2 separate regions of the Pan troglodytes genome follow, and region 2 is linked to region 1. A link is a contact called in public Hi-C data. All regions are on one chromosome and are shown on one strand. Each heading gives the region's core, a stretch centred on a gene start, on an enhancer-like site or on the middle of the called end of the contact. The rest is flanking DNA. Distances are from core to core; before and after follow the strand shown.

The links. Hi-C and Micro-C count contacts between places; a contact is called where the count stands out from the background.
Region 2: a Hi-C map of stem cell-derived neural progenitor cells shows a contact between it and region 1, with 2.5 times the contacts expected there. The contact joins the enhancer-like site here to the promoter of SLC6A6 in region 1. A contact is called at or near these places in 2 of 7 Hi-C or Micro-C datasets (blood and stem cell-derived neural progenitor cells) and 1 of 1 other capture datasets (stem cell-derived neural stem cells).

What each region holds. Positions count from the first base shown.
Region 1 is chr2:18,398,112-18,404,446 of NHGRI_mPanTro3-v2.0_pri, reverse strand. It overlaps SLC6A6 (solute carrier family 6 member 6), which reads right to left and starts at 2,173. Exons shown (of 15, transcript XM_016940534.4): 1 at 1,890-2,173.
Region 2 is chr2:18,450,111-18,457,162 of NHGRI_mPanTro3-v2.0_pri, reverse strand. All of the region lies in intron 5 of SLC6A6 (solute carrier family 6 member 6), which reads right to left. Among named protein-coding and RNA genes, the nearest start is that of SLC6A6, 51 kb to the right of the region's middle. Within about 2 kb of position 3,467, at least 16 of the 24 cell types and tissues checked have an H3K27ac peak or open chromatin away from gene starts, as enhancers often do. A contact at or near this core is called in stem cell-derived neural progenitor cells and stem cell-derived neural stem cells, where this site is marked.

The DNA of each region.
Region 1 (6,335 bases), core at 924-3,423:
ATTCAGCCTCATCTCCCTCAATCCCCTCAAGGACGTAGTGAGGCCGGCACTGGTGTCCTTGCTGCCCAGGCAGCCAAGCTGAGGCTCAAAGAAACCAAGGGAATCAACCAAGGTCACCCACCCATTAAAACAAAGCATAGGACTTAAATCAGTTCCCTGGGGACAAGCTCCTACCTCTGGTCCCTGGTTTACTCTATAACCAGTCTGCCCCACCCATTTTACAGGTAAGGAAACCGAGGCAGAAAAAGGGTTGCCCAAGGTCAACTGGGGGCTGAGCCAGGCCTAACACCTCCCACCTTCTACCAGTCCCACCCTGTTGGGGGTTCTTAGCCGTGCTAGGCCCCCTTTGGATCCTCTCCAACACCATCTTGATGAAATTCCTCCCCCACCCCACCTCCTCATGCCCACCCCACAATCCCTGGGTGACTCCCTGGTCGAGAGGGAGGCAGGTGGTTGCTAAGCACTCACCCGCTCTCTCTCTCTCATAAAAATAAACTCCTTCTGGCTAGGAGACTCTGGACAAGATCCCCTCCCTTCTAGCCAACAAAAAATTAAAAAGAAAATTTAAAAAGATCTCCTCAGTGACATTTACTTGAACGTCAGCTGTGCCAAAGCGGGGGCCAATTTACTGAAGTCCAAATGGAGCCATGCGCCAGTAAACCTCAGCCCGAAGACCCTCCATTCAAGTGTCTGGGCAATTACTGAGCTGATTTATTTCCCCAGACAGGAAACGGGGGCCCAGGCTGCCTCCCAAGCTTTTGGGGCTGGTCCTGGGGATGCCGGGATCTGGCAGAGGCCCAACAGTGACCAAAATAGCCAGGCCGGTGGCCCTGCCCGGCACACACCTCCCTGCCTGGGAGAGCTGCCCACAGGTCTCCTCTCCAGTCCAGGCTGAAGTCCAGGCTGAAGCTTTGAGGCTGTAGGAGGAGGTCCCTGGAATTCTCTCTGTCTGGCTTCCCTAGTGGGAGGGGAACGAGAATCTCCTACTCAAAAGAGGAACCCACAGAAGGAAGAGAAATAGTCTGGAGGAGGAAGTGTCCTGCTGGCCCTGCCGGCTGTCCACTACCCCTTGGCTGCCCCTCCGGGCCTTGGTCCCACCACTCAGGACTGCTGGACGCTGGCGCTGCCACCTGCACACCACCTATGGAGTGCATGCACCTATGGAGCCACGCTGCCCTATCACCTCTCCCCACTCAGCGCCGGCCCTGGAGAACCAGCTCTGGCCATTGGACCCTCTAGGCACCAGGGACACCCTCTTGGGTACAGCCGAGGACACACGAGTGCCCACAACCAGGGACCTGGAGACACAACCACACTCAGGGACACGCACGTGCACCTAGCCAGGGCCTGGAAGACGCAGCCCCCCACACACAGATTCATGCAGACACAAACGGGGACACACAAGAGCACACATCCAAAGACAGCACACTCAGGTATCACACACAGAGAGGCACACACACACAGCCCAGCACGCAGAGAATAACAGACATGCACCGGAACACACATGTGCACGCTGCTGGGGACACGGTGAAACAGCCACCCTCAGAAACACAGACACAGGGATACGGAGGCACATGTAGGCATCCTGACGGAGACAGGCACACAGATATGCCACACACACACACACACACACACACACACACACACACACACACTCTCTCTCCTGCCGCCCGCACCAAGAGCCGGAGCCCTTTTGCCGGGGAAACAATAACAGCCCCGCCAGCGGGACTGAGCAGGCGACCCTCGGTCCCTTCCGCGGTGGTGAAAGGGGCGCCGGATGGGCGCACGCGGAGGGGAGGAGGCCGGGACTGCGGCGACGCGGGGATGGGGAGGGGCTGCAGACGGCGGGCAGCGCCGGCTGCGCGCCCAGCTCCCGGTCCCTCCGGTACCTGGGGTGGCTGCGGCGCCGCCCGCGCTCTGCTCGGCTGTGCCGGGTTCCGCCGGCCGGGGGCTGCCTGCCCGCTCGCTCTCTGACCCGCTGGGTGAACGCTCCGCACTCCCTCTTGGCGCAGCTTGTCCTCTGGGCTTGCGGTCCTCGGGGCTCGGCGTTGGCGGCGGCGCGAAGGAAGCGGTAATTTATAAGCGGCTTCTTCCTGACCTCGCGTGTCTGTTGTCTGAGCAGGCAGCTCTCAGCATCACCCATCCTGCTGGGTGGAAAAATACCAGCTCGGCCGGGCCGGGGGCGGGGCCGGGGCGGGGCCGGGGCGTCCAGCCCCGCCCCAAGTGCGGACACACGCGCGCACACACACACATGCACACACATACACGCATACACGCACGCGCGCATGGGCTCGGACACACAAAGAACCCGGGCTCGCCGAGCGCGCGCGCACACCCTCATGCCGCGCGGCGAACGTTCGTTGCCAGGTGCGGCAGCCCGCCCTGGGCGCCTCCTGCCTGCGGAAGAAGAGCAGGACAGACCCGACCCGACCCGCCTAGTCCTCTCCTTCACAGCAGCCTCCAAACTCCACCGCTCGCCTCTTCCGCCAGGCTCCTAGGATGAGGCCCAGGGCTCCTGGAGCAGCCAGGTGCAAACCAGACCGGGCTCGCAGTCCACTGCGTTCCCCTGGGCGATCGTCCACGTTCTGGGAGACTCGGTATGCCCCGGGAGGGTGGCCTGAGCTTGTGGTGTGAAGCCAGGTACAGAGCTCCAGAATCCTGGCCTTGCCATGGCTGTGTGACCCTGGGCAAGTGACTCACAATTTCTGTGCCTCAGTGTCCTCATCTATAAAATGGAAAGGAAAATAGTAGCGCTTGTCTCCTCTGGCTGTTATGAAGATCCAAGGTTAACAGCGTAGAAGAACTCGGAACGCACCCGGCATCTAGGAAGTGCCAAGCCAGTGTCAGCTAATGTGACTATTTTTAAATGGAGATGGGGAGTGTGCCATTATTCTTGTCCTTATTTGAATGAACGGGCCCTCAGGGACCATTTTCCACTGCCCCGCCCTGGCAGCATGCCAGGGAAACGCTGTGAGAACCCCGAACCCCAGCCTTCTCCTGTCTTCCCTCTCTCTGTCTCTCTCAGCACCTGGGAGGCGGGGAGGAGAGAGCCGATCCTTCCACCATTTACACGGAGAATAAAAGAAGAAATACCGGCCAGGCGCGGTGGCTCATGCCTGTAATCCCAGCACTTTGGGAGGCCGAGGGGGCAGATCACCTGAGGTCAGGAGTTCGAGACCAGCCTGGCCAATATGGCGAAACTCCGTCTCTACTAAAAGTACAAAAATTAGCCTGGCATGGTGCCGGGTGCCTATAATCCCAGCTACTCAGGAGGCTGAGGCAGGAGAATCCCTTGAACCCGGGAGGCGGAGGTTGCAGTGAGCCGAGATCACGCCACTGCACTCCAGCCTGGGCGACAAGAATGAGTCTCAAAAAAACAAAGAAGAAGAAGAAGAAGAAATACCACTCAGGCCAGGATCCCTGCCTGGAAGGGCTCTGCAGCCGCTCTCCCTGTACAGCCCCAGGATGCTAAGGAGCATCCCGAAGTGACACTGGCTCTCCCTGGAGGCCCCTGCTGTCGGACTCCAACCTGACCTTCCAGTGGGTGCTCCTCATACTGGCTCCAGCCAAGACAGACGAGGACCACTGGGCACATGCCCTTCCTTGCCTTCCTGTCACCCTTCCCACCCTTCTCTGCTGGCCCCAGGTGGCCCCTTCCTCCAGGAAGCACCTGGGGATCAGCAGTGCCTCTAGGGTCCCAGTGGCCCACGTGACATCTGCTTCTGGCCACCTGAGCACTCTCCTTTGAGTTCAGGGTCACTGTACCCTTTTATAGGTGAGAAAACGAAAGCTGAGGAAGAGGAGTGACTGGGTCTCCCATATCCCTCTGCTTCAGCTATGAGGTTCCCTCATGAACTGCAGGAACAGACGTCAAGCAAAAACTCCTCAGACGCCCTGTGCATGTGTGGTCGCACAGGGCACAAAGGCTGAAGCAAAGGGGCAGGTCCTAGCGTGGGGAGGGGACTCCAGGATTGAAGTTTGAACCAAAAGGAGGCTTTGACTAAGCCACGAGCAGTGAAGCCGGCAGAAGAGGAAGCAAGTTCTAGCAGAGGTGCCTGCCGTGCAAAGGCCTGAGAGCAAGGTTGTTGGTGGCAGGGCTGAGCTTGAGGGTCTGAGAGAGTGAGCAAGGGCAGTGGCTGTGGGAGAAGGGAAGAGTTGTGTGTTCAGAGCTGCAATTTGGAAAGGCCCATGGGATCCTTTGACCTCCAGGTAGGCCAGCGGAGCCTCATGCAGGTAGTGCCAGCGCAAGACACATGAGTGAACCATCTATCCAGTTACCAGCTCCATGAGGGATGGGATCTGTTCTTTTGCCTCCATCAACTCCTGGAGTCTATCATAGGCCTGACACACAGTAGGTACTCAATAAGGGTTTGCTGCATTTATTTTAACGTACTTTTCTTTTTCTTTTCTTTTTTTTCTTTTAAAACGGAGTTTCGCTCTTGTTGCCCAGGCTGGAGTCCAATGGCGCAATCTCAGCTCACTGTAACCTCCGCTTCCTGGGTTCAAGTGATTCTCCTGCCTCAGCGCCGCTAGTAGCTGGCATTACAGGCATGCGCCACCACGCCTGGCTAATTTTGTGTTTTTAGTAGAGATGGGGTTTCTCCATGTTGATCAGGCTGGTCTCAAACTCCCAACCTCAGGTGATCTGCCTGCCTCGGCCTCCCAAAGTGCTGAGATTACAGGCGTGAGCCACCGTGCCCGGCTTTAACTTACTTTTCTTTGACACTTAACTATGTACCCTGCACAGTTAAATGCATTTTAATAAGTTAAACCTTTTCATCCCGACAACACCCCTATGAGATTGGTACAATTATTTCTTCCGTTTTATAGAAGGTAAAACTGAGCCACAGAGAAGTTAAGTAACTTCCCCAAGGTCACTCAGCTGGCAGATAGTAGAGCTGGAATTCAAACCTAGGCCACCTGGCTCCAGAGGTTACAATCTTGAATGAGGGGATTCTGGGTGGGCGATTGCCAGACAAAAAACCCAGCCCCAAGGAGAGAAAGGAGGAGGAGGAGGCAAGAAGAGCCCCAACCTCAGCCCCAGGGAGAGGTGGCAGATGAGGTGGAAAAGGGATGGTCAGACCGGAGAAGGGGCCAGGAGGAGCCAATGCCAAAGCTAGAGGCATGCACAGGGTGGAGAGAGCTCAGTGCGGGAGGCCACAGACCCTAGCTCCACCTCAGCTCTGTGGCTTCCCAGCTGTGTGACTTGGGCCTGCAGGCCTGCTCTCTGAGCCTCAGTTTCCTCATTGTAATATGAGATAAAATACACCCTGCCTCAATGAGCCATTCTGAGGAGAGGAGAAGTCTCGAACTGGAGGCCTTAAACCGAATCCAGCTCCCAGATGTGCTTCTTTGGCCGTCACTGAGCTTTAATGTGTTTGGAGTTAATTTTTATGAATAAAAGCTTGGAAGATTTCACATTTAAAAAATCTGGCCAGGCTGGGCAACAAAGTAAAATTCCATCTCTATGAAAAATTTTTTTAGAAATTCGCCGGGTATGGTGGTGCATGCCTATGGTCCCAGCTACTCAGGAGGCTGAGGCAGGAGGATCACTTGAGCCCGGGAGGTGAAGGCTGCGGTAAGCTATGACTACACCACTACACTCCAGCCTAGGTGCGAGAGCAAGACCCTGTCTCCAAACAACAACAACAACAACAAAATCTGAATGCCTGGTTTATCTTGAAATATGGCAAAATGGGGCCACCCAGGCCCATTAACCCCCTGTCTACAATGTCCTGGAGCTGAGGGGCATTAGCCACCCTCTCACATGGGCTCCCCAGGGTGCCACAGCTCCCTCCTAGCTAGTTTGCTCTTTTCTGTCACCTACCGGCCCTTGCAGGGAGCTGAATTTGAGACCCATGATGTACTTTGTGCACCCTGCCCCCTCAAAGATAACTGTGAGTACCAAGGGAAATGAAAAGCTTTGGCAACAAGAAGGGAGCTTCAGGGAAAGCCAGGCCGAGGTTCCCCTCAGAACCATAGACTAGCCTGAAATTCCACTGGGACTAATTCTTCTCATTTCAAGAATGAAAATCGATTGCTGGACAGAGCTCCCGGAGGGCCAGTTTTCAGGCTGTAGTCTACAGCCGTCCACGTAGAGGCAGTGAACGAAATTTTTCAAAGCCTACTTTATGATTACTTTCTTTAGCAGCTCTCAACAGTAAAATAAAATTGATCCAGGACTTTGAACAAAATTTCTCGCCCCTTTCTAGGGAAGAGTTTGTCTCGTCTATCAGGCCACCAGCAAGAGTTGTTGCAATGCCTGTGGGAGGTGCAGCCCATGCTGGGCCACCGGGCCAGCTCAGGGATCCTGCTGGAGATCAAGGATTGTCTGG
Region 2 (7,052 bases), core at 2,218-4,717, 51 kb before region 1:
TGTGTTCCCAGCACCTAGAACAGCATCTGGCCCATTGGAGGACCTCAATAAAGACCTGTTGAGTGAATGAGTGAATGAATGGACTCAACTGGGAGGACAGCAAGTTCACATGTCACTGTAGGACCAATCCGTGAAACACTCCCACTAACAGCCATAAGACAGGACAGCAAGTTCACATGTCACTGTAGGACCAATCCGTGAAACACTCCCACTAACAGCCATAAGACAGGACAGCTTTTCTTTGCCCTCTTCTTGCTGGTCACAGCGACATCAGTGGACTCCCCCTGGCACCAGGGATGTCAACATGATAATGCTGATGGACGAAATAAAAGCTACCAGCAACCACCTGCTTTCCAAGGCCTTTTCAGTTTATCTCATCTGATCCCAGGATTAGAGGCCATTCACCCCATTTTACAGATGGGGAAAACGAAGGCTTGGAGGGTCCACTTGCCCATGGTCACAGAGCCAGCAGGTGACACAGAGCTGCCACCGCAAACCCACACCTGTCTGACTCCAAAACCAGTGCTCTCTCTACTCCACTACACTGTTGGTCTGATTTTAAGAGAAAACGGAGCCTAAATTTTAACAATCTCTTCAGTCCTCTGCTATATGCTGATTTAACAATCTCTTCAGTCCTCTGCTATATGCTGGGATCACCTGGCACCTTGGGGCAGGGGGCATCTCTATAGGGCAGGCTGGCGGCCAACCGCATCCCAGCTGGGGCCCTGCCAAGCATGTGGATCTGGCGCCTGCCACGGCTTTAAAACAAAAAGCCTTTCCTCATTCTGCAGGGCTCAGCACCTTCAGTGAAAGCCAGGGCAGGCTGGGCAGTGGCCCAAGACTTCCTTGTGAATGGGCAGCACCAGGAGAGGAGGAAGAGCACCTTTCCACCATCTCCCAGGCCCACCAGGTGCACTATCCTCGGTCTCAAAGGAAGCCTCCCTGAGGTTCTGGAAGACTCACTGTAGAGCCCCTGTCTGTCTTCCGCTGTCCTGTCCCACGCTGGGGAAATGTCTGTCTTGCCCACCAGACCCTGGACATCCCAAGGACAAGGGCTTTATATGCTGATAAGATGCCCAGTCACAAGACACCCTTTCCTTTGATTCTTCAGGGCAAGCTGGCTGAGAAGCTTAATACTCCAGAGCCCTGATTCTGACCATACCCAGCCTGCAGCCAGCTCATCTAACAGCATCTGCCCTTCTCCTACCACCATGCTGGTCAAACCAGTGGTGCCCAATACTGATGGGAGGCTGCCACACTGACTTGTTCGGGGCAGCTGACCAGCTATGGAGTCTACAACAAAGAAAATGAGTCCTCCGCCTCCTTCTCCATTGCTGGTGGTAGTCCCTTTGTAGGACCTCATGGTGCCATCCAGGGACGTTTGCTTTGATCAGGCAATTCCATTCCTAGGATTACCTCCTATAGTTACACCTGCATGGGTGGCCAGAGACATAGTACCCCCCTCAAGCAGTGCTGTCTGTAGAGTGAAAGACTGGAAATGACTCAAATGTCCATCAAGAGGAGCTTGTAAACTGTGGAGCAGGCACACACTGGAATACAATGCAGCGGTGTAAAACAGGAAAGTTCTCAGTGTCCTACTAAGGAGCTTGGTCCTGGAGACAAAATGCAGGAAGAGAAGCAAGGTGAAGAACAGTGCATGAGACATGCTCCCTACTGTGTAAAGAGGGAGGGAGACAGAGACACATTTGTACTTGAATACACACACACTATTTTTGGCAGGACACACAAGAAGCTGGTGGCAGTTGCTGCCTGTGTGGGGGAGGGGGATGCGCTTTGCAACGTATTTTTGCACTATTTCAATGTTTTTAATGTGCACATATCACCTTTATCAAAGTTATTTTAAATTCTTGAAAAGCTTTATAACGGGCCATGTGAACGTACTAGGACTGAAACCAATGTATCTCATCAATCAGGATTTGTCACAACACAGCCTGACACAGGCTCAGGGCCAGAGCAACTGACATTCTTTCCAAAGACATCTCGGGCAGCCATGCAGGCTGAATCTCAGGCAGGCCCCTCCACAGTCCCTTCCGTGTCTGACTTCCAGGGTCTTCCCAGCCAGAAAGCAGCCGATCAGGATCCCAGCCAATCCCTACCCAGCAGTGACGGCGTGCTCTGTAAACTGTAGAGTGTCATGCCGAGGGAACGCCATGGCGCGCTGCCACTCACCTGTGCCTCCTAAGTACCCCAGGAGGAAGCTGCACAGGCTCCCCACAGTGTTAACACAGCTTTCCCAGCACACTGTCTCTGCCCCTGTCCAGGCCCCTGACGCCCCCAGGATGATTTCCAGCAGCCTCTTCATTGGTCTTCCTCCCTCTACTCCTGCCCCAACAAGTCAGAGGGAATCTATCAATACCTATGTCAGGCCACATCCCTCCTCTGCTCCACGTCCTCCCAGGGCTCCCGCTCCCCGGCCAACACGGCCCTTCTGACCTTGCCATTCAGACTCACTTTTAAGAGTGAGTGGGTGCCAATTAGTAAACACACAGGTCAACGGGTGTAAAGAGGAAGTGTTCTGGGCAGGCTGGGGGTGCGGGCGCCCAAGCCCTACCCTCATCCTCCAGACTGCACCACCACTTCCTCCTCCTTCAGCCACCCTAGCTGCTATCTGGGACATTCCCTGAACAGGTCGAACGCGATCCTGCCTTAAGGCCTTGGACCTAACTGCTTCCCTCGGCCACTTGTTCCAAAACTCCCTCGCTCCTTTCCTTCAGGTCTCTGTTCAAAGGCCACATCCCCAGGGCAGCTGTTCCTGGCCACCCTCTGTAAAAAACATCCCTGGTCACTGTCCTTCCCCTGCCCTGGGCCTATTTCTCATCACTTATTGCTTTTATATTATAATTGTATATGTGCTATCTATTTAATGTCTGCCTGTCCCATTAAAATGTCAGTCCCAAGAAGGCAGGGTCTATGTCTATCTTGATCACTGAACAGTGCCTGGTACCTAATAGGTGCTCAGCTGACATTAGTTGAGTAAATTAATTATACCCATTTGGTTGATGGGGAAACTGAGGCTGAGACAAGTTCAGGAATGCACCTGAAATCACTCAGATAGAAATCAACCATGGACCTGGTTCCTTTTTTCTGATGCCACCCTGGGGCCAGCCACCTCATGTGCTGGGCATGGTGCTGGCCTTGGCAAGGGCCCCAGCATCCCCAGCTTCCTCGTCTGTCTCATACAGAGGGAGGAGACTCCGAGGTAAGCTGCATTCTTGTCCAAGAATAGTAATGATTCACTCCAGGGTGGGATCCAAAAAAGAACTGCCTGGACGTCTGTTTTGAGTCGGCCGCCCTGCTGCCGTCCAGCCGGCACTCAGAGATGTAAATACGTCCTCCTAGCGGGCCAAATCGTTTCCTTTTGACTGCAGGCCAGCCATTTATTGGCCATGGCTCTCCCCTGGAGACTAGCAGAGGCAACAATTATAAAAGGGCCCGTCCGCCCAGAGCATGGGGCCGTGCAGCCTTTCTCCACCGCCTCCTCCTTCCGACAGCTGCAGGGGAAGATTGGCTGAGCAGGCCTTGTTTGCAAATATGACTCATTTCTTTGATTCTAATAAAGTCTAATGATACGTGCCGAGCTCCCAGGGGGTCTGGAGGAGCCTAGGAGGAAGGCACGGCTCCAGCCTGATGGAGGGCATCTGGCCAGGTCTGGCCCCGCCTGTCCTCCAGGGCGACCTTGGGACAGAGGTGACCCCAGACAGCAAGGAGAAGCAGGGGACAAAAGCTCTGTGTCCCCATCCCAGAGCAACTCGGCACTCAATTATAAAGCCAGCATGAAATGACTGTCTCTGGGGCCCCAGCGGCTTCTCATGAGGATCTGGGAAAGTGCAGCTCACTGGCTTCTGCTGAGAATGGTGACTTAGCACTGCACACAGGGTGGGTGTAGGGGGTTCAGGCCGAGAGAAGACCCCATGAGTAACCTGGGAGCGGGGAGACACACATGTGGCACAATGTGACCTGTGACCATGGACTTGGGCTCCCAGGCCCGGCCCGGGCTCTGGGCTGGTGGCTGGTGGGGACACAGACAAAAGGTTAGCTGGAGGCAGGATGCAGTGCTGAATGCCAGGGCTGGAAGCTTTGCTCCTTCTAGCTGTGCATGTGACCTCGGGCAGGGCACTGCACGTCTTGCATCGTCAGTGTCCCGTGGCCCCCTGCAAAGCACATCCCTGGTCTTAGCTCCATAACACTCAAGCCAGGCTGTGAGTCACTGGGACCACGCTACTTCTGTTTACAGAGGAGAGAAGAGGGCGTGGAGAGGTGAGGTCACTGCCTCAAGGTCGTGCAGCTGGGATGTGTGGGAGCCAGAGTTGAGCTTTGTCTCCCCCCACAAGGAAAGGGGAATGTCACCCATTGCTGCTCTGCTGCCTCCTCTGTGAAAACAGAGGGAGGAAGGGCTGGCAGGGAGGGTCAACAGGGACCTTTCCTGCCCAGAAGAAGCTGGGAGATGGCTCCGCTCCCCTGGTGCCTCGTACCCCTGACTTCCAGAGACTACTGAGCACCTGCCAGCAGCACCTGCCAGCAACTCCTGCTGAAGGAAAGGACGGGCCAGGGACCTATGCATCTGGGGCATATAAGAGAAGTGAAAGGAAGCAACAGCTGGGGCTGGGCTTCAGCTTGAGGGCCACCAAGACCAACCTTCGAGGGTATCCTCACTGCTCTGCCGCCCAACTGGCTCCCAGACAGCAACGCGCAAAAAATCCTGACAAGATTCACTCGAGAGAAACCCCAGGGTCAGACGCTGCAGGGTTGGTGGCTATCTTCAGGGGGATTCAGATAAGTTTCACCCAAAGGGAACCCAGACCTGCTGAAGGCTGAGGCCTCCGAGGCCCCGTATACAGTCAGTGCTCAGCAGACATCCAGCCTCTCTTTCCCACCAGTGTGTTCCTTAAGGAATGTCCAAAAATCACATTCAATTCAGTCACACCACCTCCCTTCTCATATACCTTCTATGGTTCCTCCTCCAAGAGAACAAAGTTCAAATGTACCCGCCTAACATTCAAGGCTTTGACCCTTCTCCCTGGCCCTACCTGTCCCTCACCCGTGCATCCTATGCTCTAGCCAAACCATCCCAAATACTCATGTGCTTTCAGAATGCTGACTCTGCATGGGCTGTTCCTCCTACCTAGACTGTCTTGTCACTCTCCTTTTCTGCCTAGTGAACTTCTACTCATCCTTCACAGCCCAGCTCATATGCTCCTCCATCTGCAGATGGGGAAGTGAGCCAGAGAGAGGTAGTGATTTGCTGATCCACGCAGGTGGATGAAGACATGGAACTAATGAGGAGATTCAGCACCCAGTGAGCACTTGCTGTGTTGAAATAGTCTCAATCCTTTCTGCCAGGGTGAGATCATAGCATGGGAAAAGCCATGAGAGGGTTCTGAGCTGGGAAATAACAGGTTGGATTCAGAATTGGTTACAGAGGTGCAAGGATAAGGCACGGAGAGATCCAAGAGGCCAGTGCTGGTGTCCAGGAGAGTGATGGGGGTCCCATGGGGGTGAGAGTGATGGGGGTCCCATGGGGGTGACAGTGCATGGGGACAGTGCTCAGATTGTAGGTATACTCTGAAGGGGGAGCCAAGAAGATGTGTGAATTGGATGTGGAATTTGAGGTAGAAAGAAGAGTTTTGGATGACGCCTAGCTATTTCCTCTACTTAGAAAGCCTCTGCAGAGACTGAAAGAAATGACAGGGGCAAGTTCCTAGTACTATGCTCACAGGAGTCAACTACTCCCTACTGGTTCTCTTGCCTTTCCACCATTGCATGCCAAGAAAAGAGAAGGCTCTTGAAGGCAGGAGGCCGGGTCTTTCTTGCCCACGGCACCTGGCTCAGGGCTGGAACTGAGCTGTCCCCTGGTGTAGTTCTCTGGCCTCGGCCTGTGCTGTGAAGGCAGGTCACAGGAGGCAGTGCTGGTCTTGCCTAAGCCTGCTTTCCAGGCTCCTGCTCCATGGCCCTCAATCTTCCCCAGGGTTCTAGAAAGAGGGCAACTTATTTGTGAATGTTCAGGTGGTCTCACAAAGCTCTGCTGGAATCTGGGGCTGGGGGTGCAGGGGTAGGAGAGGTGTGAGAGCTGGAGCGGGAGGTGAGTACCAAGCTGGCAGCCAGGGTTCTTTGGACAGAGCAAATCCATCTGGATCATGCAGAAGCTTGGGAAGGTGCCTGCAGAACCAGACACTTTCCAAAGATAAATACTGTCTCAGTGTCTTCCAGGCCAGAAAATGGAGCTGGGGTGCTCAGAATGGAGATTCTGGAAGGCAAGGGTCCCAGAATACCCCCGAGGGCCCGGTCCCTCTGGAAGGTGTGAGTGAGGACTGGCCAACCTGAGGACCTCACATTGCTCCCAAGTGTTCCCTCTCTAAGACCCCTGGGTCCCAGACAACAGCGAGACAAGCAGAGCCCAGAAGAGGATGACCCCTTTACAATAGGGGGTGATTCTTTAAGTTCATAACACACAAAGAAACTGCCCTGAGGGGTAGTTTTATGCACTATGAGGGCACTCGATAAATAATAATGGATTCTGGCCAGGCACAGTGGCTCACTCCTGTAATCCCAGCACTTTGGGAGGCTGAGGCAGGCGGATCATGAGGTCAGGAGACTGAGACCATCCTGGCCAACATGGTGAAACCCCATCTCTACCAAAAATACAAAAATTAGCTGGACATAGTGGTGTGTTCCTGTAATCCCAGCTACTTAGGAGGCTGAGGCAGGAGAATTGCTTGAACCAGTGAGTCGAAGGTTGCAGTGAGCCGAGATCACGCCACTGCACTCCAGCCTGGCAACAGAGTGAGAGACTGTCTCAAAAACAAAATAACAGTACTAATAATAATAATGGATACTCAGGGCTGGCCACCCAGGATCTCATGCAGTTAGGGCCATCCTACAACCTTGGGATGTCAGCACTGCCATCTCCCCAGGTGCAGGTGAGGATACCACGGCCCAGAGAGCAGGACACTTCCGCCTAAGCTAGAAGTGGCAAAGTGAGGGTTCAAACCCAGGCAGGCCAGTCAATGTCTGAGGCAAGGAGGTCCCAGCAA